3 separate regions of the Hordeum vulgare genome follow, and all the other regions are linked to region 1. A link is a contact called in public Hi-C data. All regions are on one chromosome and are shown on one strand. The core of a region is the stretch at or near the end of the contact, and the rest is flanking DNA. Distances in the headings are between cores, read along the strand shown. Region 1 holds the start of LOC123427605 (COP1-interactive protein 1-like). Region 2 holds the start of LOC123430711 (MADS-box transcription factor 31-like). Region 3 holds the start of LOC123427601 (lecithin-cholesterol acyltransferase-like 4).

Evidence for each region. Hi-C and Micro-C count contacts between places; a contact is called where the count stands out from the background.
Region 2: a contact with region 1 is called in a Hi-C map of leaf, with 5 times the contacts expected there. The contact joins the promoter of LOC123430711 here to the promoter of LOC123427605 in region 1. A contact is called at or near these places in 2 of 6 Hi-C or Micro-C datasets (leaf and seedling).
Region 3: a contact with region 1 is called in a Hi-C map of seedling, with 2.0 times the contacts expected there. The contact joins the promoter of LOC123427601 here to the promoter of LOC123427605 in region 1. A contact is called at or near these places in 1 of 6 Hi-C or Micro-C datasets (seedling) and 1 of 1 datasets of contacts at active chromatin or transcription factors (embryo).

What each region holds. Positions count from the first base shown.
Region 1 is chr2H:599,997,410-600,000,428 of MorexV3_pseudomolecules_assembly, forward strand. LOC123427605 (COP1-interactive protein 1-like) reads right to left here and starts at 1,255. Exons shown (of 8, transcript XM_045111683.1): 1 at 1,028-1,255.
Region 2 is chr2H:600,378,444-600,381,300 of MorexV3_pseudomolecules_assembly, forward strand. It overlaps LOC123430711 (MADS-box transcription factor 31-like), which reads right to left and starts at 1,587. Exons shown (of 8, transcript XM_045114559.1): 1 at 1,450-1,587; 2 at 799-1,015; 3 at 163-232; 4 at 1-82. The coding sequence starts at 1,525.
Region 3 is chr2H:599,571,902-599,575,075 of MorexV3_pseudomolecules_assembly, forward strand. LOC123427601 (lecithin-cholesterol acyltransferase-like 4) reads right to left here and starts at 1,699. Exons shown (of 11, transcript XM_045111680.1): 1 at 1,226-1,699; 2 at 704-795; 3 at 383-501; 4 at 70-205. The coding sequence starts at 1,460.

The DNA.
Region 1 (3,019 bases), core at 5-2,504:
GACGGGATCCTATCAAGGCGGGCCCAAAAGGGTGCAGCGGTCTTCCTAAAACAGGCTGAGTGCGGGTAAAGTAAACAATTGATTTTGTGTACAGACCACTTCACTACAGACTGGAGACAGAGGAAAGGCGACAGCTCGGACCCAACTATTTGCTGTTATTTTGGCAAAAGCAAACACTGTGATATCATTAAGAACTTTGTGATCACTTCTTCCTGGATAACCTACCACCCTACCAACTCCACACAAGGCCAATCAGGACCAGAATTATGTTGCACGCTCAAGGATCCGATCGATCGACAAGTGGCCGATTAAGTTTTTTTTTCTCTCTCTCTCTCTCCCGAAACGCTGATCCGAGCTCACACTGAATTTTGCAGGGCAAGCGGCTCCCAGCCTACCAAACGCAATACTTATTATCCAGCAAATAGTCCAGCAACCGAACCAGAAAAAGGCAAAAGACAAAAACGACAATTCGTGCCCACCAACCAGCCCTCCCTCCCTCCCTCCCACGATCGCTGCCCCCTCCTCCTACCCCGAGCAGGGACGTGCCATCCGCAGCACCTCAAAGTCAAAAAAGAAAATATCCGATCGATCGGACGCCCACGGCCTGATCGAAACAGCACGGTCCTCGTGGACAGCAACAAACCCATCACCCTCCGCTCCCCTCCGCCGCGAGCAGAGGGGCGGCTCCGAGCGGAATCGGGCGGGCGCCGACCGAAATGGCGAAAGCAGAGGCGGACAGCGGAGCAGCCAGAGGCGGCAGAATCGAAGCAATAATGAAGAAAAAGCTCCCCCAATCCAGTTCGCGGGCGGCGATTCACTTCAGGCAACGGAAGGCGCCGCTCCAGAGGTGGAAGGCCGGATCGAATGGCGGAAGCAGCGCCCCCCTCGCGCGGAGAACCGGCGGATCGCCGACGGGCCGTCGCTCGGCAGACGCGATCGGATTCAAAAAGGAAAGAAAAAAAAGACGAGAGAAAACAGACACCGGAAAATTACGCTCGCTGGTTAAGCAGAATGAACAGGAGCTCACCACGGACTGCGTGGCCGAGGGAAGGAAGCTCCCGGCGGCCGAGATCCACGCCCGTCTCTGCCTTTCTTCAGTGGTCGAATCAAGCGGCCGCGGAGCAGGCGCCGCCGCCGGCCAGATCACCGAGAAATTTCAGGGGAGAGTGGGCAGGGGAGATTGGAGCAGTGAGAGGGGGGGGAGAGAATCTTTTTAATCTGGTCGGGGGTTTTTGACAGGCGCGTTGCATTTCCTCCTTTCTGGAGGGTTTATATCTGCTGCATACGTGCCGCTGAGTTGGCCGGGCCCCACCAATAAAGCCGGCGGGGGGCTGATAGCCTCACCGGCCCCGTGCGCTCACCTCCCCCACGCTCGCTGCCCTGTGGGTCCGTATTTTCTTGGCCCCGCGCGTCGGTGGTCGAGCGGGATTAACCCGTGGGCGACAGAATTACCGGGATGACACTCGGCGCAACAGGCTGCGTGCATTGGGGCCTTTGGGGGCGGCGTTCTCGGGAGGGGATTTTGCAACGAGATCCTGAGGCCTCGTTTGGTTAAGGAAGATTGAGGAGATTTTAAAAGGAAAATTTCTGGGAGGATCAGAAACCCTATAGATCCTCGGGCGCTCATTTGGTAGGAGGGGTTTGCTTAGCCCAATCTCCTTCGTTTTCCTTCAATCTCTTCCTATCCGTGTGTTTCAAAACCCTCCTCGGGAGACTAGTGGAAGCAAAGCCTCCCGGAGATTTGAGAGGATTGGATGGAATAAAGGGATTCACCCAATCCCATAAAATCTCTCCCTCTCAAAACCTCCTCAATCCCCCTTAACCAAACAAAGCCTGATGAAGCGTAAATTTTGGCATGATTTTAGCGGCCAAAGAGTCGTGAGCACGTTCAAACATGCATAGCAATATTGGTCGCCTGTGTAGAAACACACATTCAAACATTCAAATTCCCCTCTCGCTTTTCGTCCTTGTCTACGCTCATGGGTCCAAACCAAAACGAAATCAACCACACCAAGTCAGTCAGCAGTTCCATCGATATAAAAATAAAAATGAGAAGTGATTAGTCGTGTTTCCACGCCGGGTCATTTTCCCGTCCCCGCATCAAATTAAGCCGTTTCCTTTTGGAGGACCGATTCTCCTTTCACCGCTACTAGAGGTGTTTATCATCACGCTTTTCCTGATAGAAACTGACTGACAATAACTAGGTGCACCGAGAATGCACTCCAAACTAGAAAAGTGCTTCCACCGTGCACGTCTTTGTGATTTTGGGGCTACCTTGCAAGCTAATCCCTCAGTTCGTCCGCAAACAAGAACCTGCAATCGTTTTCATGTGCGCCTCATGGATGACAGTGGTTCTCCCTTGTCCTGATCACGCGAGTGCAACCAGTTTTTCTTTGGCGGTTCATTGGATGGTTTGATACGGCCCGTCGTGACGGTTAAGCTTATCAGTCGCAGTCAAAATAGAATGAGTGATGCCCTTGCTGCCTATGGGCGTATAATGCCACGCACGGTTGTGTGGTTAGGCTCTAGCTTAGAGAAGATTGCTATCCTTTGTATAACGATACTATGACCCCTTAATTTAATACAGTCTCCTTTCTCCCTGAAAAAAAACATGCGTGCATTTTGCACCAGCCTTTGTTTTCTCCCTCCATTCTTAAATACAAGGTCTTTTAAAAAATTTACTATGCACTATATACGGAGGCATGTAGACATATTTTAAAATGTAGATTTACTCATTTTGCTCCGTATCTAGTCTATAATGAAATCTCTAAATTGTCTTATATTTAGGAACGAATGGGAGTATGTACTATGCCAACTTTATCTTCGTGTCTGTGCGTTGAGTTATGTCTGCCCATGTTGTGAGCGCCGGTTGATGTACTGTGTTCTCAACAAAACAACACATGCTTTTTTTATAAAAAGACCCAACCAACATGACCTTGCCGATGATAGCTGAAATTTTTTCATACACGTGTCTTTAAGGACTAGCGCCATGAAGCCGTAGTCATCGTCGTTGGACCTT
Region 2 (2,857 bases), core at 337-2,836, 380 kb after region 1:
GGTCCTCACCCATGTACTGCCTCAGGATGATCTTGAGCCTGTTGCTCTCGTCCTTCATCCTGGTCATCTCATGGATGATTTTCTTCATGAACAAAGGCAGGATTATTAGGTAGCACCAGCAGAGATTGTCGACGTTAATTGGTTTAACCTGAACTGGTGTACCTGCTGGACGTCCATGTCGTCGAAACGGGTGCTGGGGGCTTTCAGGTATCTGTCAAAGATGTTTGCAATCCTGCCACGCACAGAAAGGAAAAACAACAGGCAGGGTTGGCTGGTTTGATCATCATCGGTTCTTCATATACTTTTAAATTGATCTTGACTTCATTACTAAAACTTGCAGATTATCAGCAACGGAACTTGTAAGTTCCCAACAAAAAAGTTCAGAAAGAAAAAATTGCAGAAGATTATCTGAACATGCAAAAGAACGTCATGACAACTCTAGATTTTTAGAACAACACTATGAGACCTGAGAAATATACAAAATCCCTATTTCCCATCAAGCCAAGAGGAGCAGATAAAGATCAAATTGCAGAGGACATACAGAAGCATACAGATGATGATCAAATTTCAGAGAACACCAGAACATACAAAAAGTTCAGACAGAAGCATACACATTGCGAAAAATTGCAGAAGATTAACAGAACATGCACAAGAACATCATGACAACTCTAGAACAAATCATGAGGCCTGAACAATGCCCAAAATTTCCGTTCCCCCTCAAGCCAAGAGGAACAGACAGAGAGAAATTTGCAGAGAACATGCAGCAGTTGAACTGGTGTGCAGAAATGGTCTACTCACCTCCATGGAGGGCTGGAGTACTCGTACATCTTGCCGCTGCCGGAGAAGACGATCACCCCGACCTGCGCATCACAAAGGATGGCCAGCTCGTTGGCCTTCTTCAGCAGCCCCATCCGCCTCTTGGAGAAGGTGACTTGTCGGCTCGTCGTGTTCTCGATCTTCTTGAGCTCCACCTTCCCACGCCCCATCGCTCCAGCCCACTGGATCTCTTCTCCTCCTATGCAAGAAACCACAACGTTATCCGAAAATTCAGCAATAAAAAACACAGAGTGCTGATGAAATTGCGAAGCCAACGCTCATCCAAGATGAGAATCAAGTAGTAAATGGCTTCAGATGCTTTAGGTGCAGGAAGTAAGCAAGGTAAAGCAGATGGTTTCAGAAGCAAAGCTATATGAAAAAAAGAGCTACTTCTTTTGACTTCCACAAAGCTAGAGTTGAATCGCATGGATTAAACCGCCACGAATATCAAATGGCATCAAATGCATGAGACGGGGCGGAAGAGACCATGCACACAAGCAGCATAAATCACAATTTCCACCATTAACAGTAAAAGAAAACCATTTGCAACTTGCAAGACATGTTCTTGCACCGACCGACTATGTGCTGCAGAGCAAGAGAGGTAGAAGAAGTCCAAAGGAGGAGTGGCATTACCTGTGGGCTGTGGCTGTGGCTGCGTCTGCTTCTTCGTCAGAAGATGGAGTGGAGAGCCAAGGGGGCAGAGGAACATTTTATAGGTCTGGAAACTTGTTGTTTCAAGCCTCAAGGACTACTAGTACTCTCATCATCTCTTGTCAGGCTGTCCCACTATATGCTACTGTAGTACAGAGCAAATACACATTTCACACAATTAGGAAAAGAGAACAGTTAAACCAGGCAATGTGGCAAACCTAACCTTGTGCAGTTCATGCCCTCCATCAAATGACATGCACAAACAGACTATTATTGTAGCCCAGAGAAAACTATCCGTAAAATGCGCTACGCGTGCCCTCGATTTAGCGCCATTAGCACGGGCATCTCAAATAATGCAGTAGCACAAGATCAACGCGTGCTGATGAAGTGCCAAGTGTGGGGGTTTCAGTGTGCATGAGTGAGAGAGGGTGCCAGCAGATGGCCGGAAATGTTGGTGCTGTGGACTGGTAACCGCCTCTTGCTGGACATGGCAAGGGAGGTGAGCCTTGCATCCAGGCTACTCCTGTAAGAAGACCGACCTAGAACTGGCCAAGGCAGAGAATAACTCGGTGCAATAATGCCTTTCCACAAGGTGGCCTTTGGTCCACTCCACGCTGCACCTAACCTACTGGGGCGCCGGGCAGAGGCAGCCGCGGTCAAATGCGTGGTGGCATGTGTCACACACACACACACACACACACACATCCCCCTGCCAATGTCATCAGCTGGTGACGAGTGTTACAAGATGGCACATGACCAGCAGATATCTCTCTGCAAATTAAGATATTTCAATTGCAAACTCACATAGCTTGTGTAAGCTCACAGGCAAGGTAATTATTTCACATTGCTCACATTGCTTGTGTAATTGTTTCACAGAAATTTTCATGTTCTCACACTGCTATTCTCACCAGTAGCAAGAGAGGCATCTAGACTCGCATTGCTTCTGTAGATCATATCTCACGGAAACTTTCATGTTCTCACACTGACATTGAGCATTTCAGCACACTTTAATGTGGTTTTCATTCGAGTTCCAAGGGGGAAAAGAATGCCAGTTTACTTGGTTGCCAAGCACTGGGGCTCATTCATGAGTCGCGATCAGGAGAGCCAGCAGAACATGATGGCAGAAGATATCCTTGCTAAAAACTGTGTACTTCCAAGGGAGCTCCAGGCACCCATCATACTGGCGCACAGGGCAAAGAAATTATGCCCTCCTTCTCATGGGGCCTGTCAGCGTCCGAGTCTGGCCCTCCCTATGGGCTACCCTTTTTGTTTCCCTTGGACGATCGGATCATGTTCACACCTGCTAAGGAATATACTCCCTCCGTTCCTAAATATAAGACTTTTTAATTTTTTTAATATAAACTAGATACAAAGCAAAATAAATGAATTT
Region 3 (3,174 bases), core at 449-2,948, 430 kb before region 1:
AACGAAACCACATTATCTAAGCATGGCATCAGAGGCCCAAAATATAAGGAAAACTAAAGAAGTACTCACATCACCATGAAGAGACATGAAGCATTTAACAAGCAATCCCCCCATTGAATGTGTTATTAGATTGATCTTTTTTCCTCCTGAAGCTGTGTATACTGACTCTAGTTTTTTAGAAAATTTGTCAAGTGTTTCCGAAAGCCTGCAGAGAAGAAGGGGTATCATAAGAAGGGGGGAACTGAATGAACGGACATTATCTGAAAGAAAAAAAAACATAAAGATTACGTTCTACAAACCTACTAGCATGACTTTTGAAAAAAAAAATTACAGCTGTATACGGGGTACACATACAAAACAGGGATGCAGATGCAGAATTTACCTGTTACTTTGGCGGAAATCGTAACCAAATCCAAACAGAGTTTTGCCTTCTTGATATCCCCATTTAATCATTTGCACTATCATGTCGTGATAGTAGTAAACACTGTCGTCACCAATAATCTGCAGATTTAGAAGTATATGAGTGACGCATATCGGATATCTGCTGCAGTATAGAGTGGGACAGCACTAAGGTAAAACCATCAGATGATACATATAGTTCTACAATGATTTTTGTTTTGACTGCCTGCAGACCGCATATAAGTAAATGAAAAGCAAAGGTAAATCTTCATTTGGAAGATGAATAGTGAAACAAGTTCGTTACCAGGTCTGGGTCCAGTGTGTCGATGGCGTACAATCCATACCTATCCTCAGGGACAGTGATGCGTATTTTCTCATCCACAGAGACAGTTTTGCCTGCTCCATCATAGTAGTTTGACATCATATGAGATGAGGAAAGCAGATGATCGACTGAACCAACACTTACATGTAACTAGAAGGAACACATATTTAATGAGTCGGCAGTTTGTCAATGGAAAGCCACTATAGCCTACCACCTAGCGGTTCGACGAACTAATCCAAATTCAGCGAAAACATGAATTCAGATGGAGTAGGCTTATACCGTTTCATGTTTACCGAACCAGCCAAGCTACATCAATTTCCACATACTTGTTCCCAATTCATCACGCAAGCAAAACATTTTTGTCTAAGTAACACACTAGCATCATTGTTTGCTTGCTCTAGGTAAGCATGTATCTAAGGTAACCAAGCTCACATAAGGTTCTCGAGCAATTCAGAAATCCAGCTGACAGACATGAACAAGAAGGGGCAGGTGCTCCGCACATACCGGTGGAGGCATCGAACTGCGCCCAGAGCTTCTCGCGGCACTCGTGGTCGGCGGCGAGGATGCGCACCCACACCCGCTCCTTGTTCCCGGCCTCGTCCACGGCCTCGAGGATAGAGCCGCCGATGCCGGGCACGAGCAGCACCGGGTCGAGGCTGGGGTCCACCAGCGGCACCTGCTCCTTGGCGATCCGCAGCCACAGCTCGATCGCCCGGATCAAGTCCTCCAGCACCGACATGCTCGCGTCCGCGTCGGACCCTCGCTTCCCCGCCGCCCAAATCCCGCCCCCAAAAGCTCCTTCAAGCCCCCGACCGCGAGATCAGCATGAGAGAGCGAGGCTTCCCGCCAAATCGGACTCCGGTAAGCTCGAATCGGAGCGGCGGGGCGTCGGCGGGTGGCCGGGAATCTGCTCCGCGGTAGCTGGAGTATATGGTTTGGACGGGGGTTGGGATTCCGGAGGCGTGGGGGTTTCGCAATCCCGTTCCGTACGCTAATCGCCAGGGAAAACAAAGGAACGAACGAACGGGAAGCAATCAACGTGGCCCCCTAGGGCCTACCCGGGTGCGCAACTGTCTCACTGACGAGGATGCCCGGACCACGTTTGGTCCCGGTTGTCAGTGAGGTAGCGTGGCGCACGGTGCGGTACGACGGCTCGGGCTCTGGGGAGTTTTGTAATTTTTTGTACGGATAACGATGCGGGGACTCGCGAAAACATTAGACAGCGCACGCTCTCTTTGACCCCACGTGTCGGTGGCCAGAGGAGGCTTCTGGCCGCATGAGTGTATAAAATACAGCACTTTCCTAGATAGACATGTTTTTTAACAGAAAAAATAATACTGTACACATATTTGATTGTATTTTTTTTATTGGTCAGTACTCTGCGCGCCAGTGCGCCGGCCCAAACTTTGAGCCGGTCCAACCCTTAGATACGTCCCAATGTAGCCGTAGGACCGTATCCTTCTTTCAATACTTCTCCCTTCATGTTTTCAGATCTAAAGAAAAACACCGCCACACGTCATGGCGGCCGCCCCCGTCGCTGTTTCGCGCAGCACGCGGCCGTCCTCTCCCGTTCGCCCTCATCGCCGACAGCCGTCGCCGTGCTTGATGTTAACGCTCGTCGTGGACGCTTGCAAACAAGAAAAAATGTCGAAAATACTGCTTTGTGTTGCCGCCCCTCTTGCATCAATTGAAAACGATGGTTCCAGCAAATTAAAGAATGGGTGTAGCAAAAAAATCGATGGTCCAGCAAAAAAAACTAACTCTGATAAAAGCATTTTTGGGTGCTGTTTACAAAAAAAGACATGATTGTAGCAAAAAAAAATGATGGCCTAGAAAGAACGAACTCCGGTGAGAGCATTTTTTGGTGTTGGTTCCAGCAAAATGATTCAACTGTTCCAACAAACCTGGTTGTGGTTGCAGCACCTCCCGCCCCTCCGCACAAACTTGATGTGGTCACCTAGCAACTCGTCATGGTCACTCTGCAACTCGCCGCGGTTGCTGGTTTCAGCAAAAACTAGGCGGGGATGCAGCTCCTGCATCAACTGTTGTTGCATCTGTGTGCTCCGCCATCGTGCCTGCTGGTCGACGTAGTAACAACTCCATTGCCGGTTGCAGCTCGCCCCCCTCCCCCCAATGGTTGTAGTATCTGCACTAGCTGTTAGTAGCTCGTCAACTTTGGGTTGCAGCTCGGTCGTTCCCACTTCCAGAGCTCGTGCCGGGTGTAGTACCCGGTGTGCTCGTCGGCGACGCCCTGGGTAGAAGGAAAAGAGCGATAAAAGGAGGGACCGTCGGGAACAACGGGAGTGTGAGGGGAGGGAAGAGATGGGGACGAATCCACAACATGGTGGATAAGGTTGCATTGGCTCTTTGTATGTGGGCACTGTGCGTGATGATGAACGCAACCGGCCAAAGTTCGGTCGGCACACCGCACACAAGCATTTACCTTTTTTATT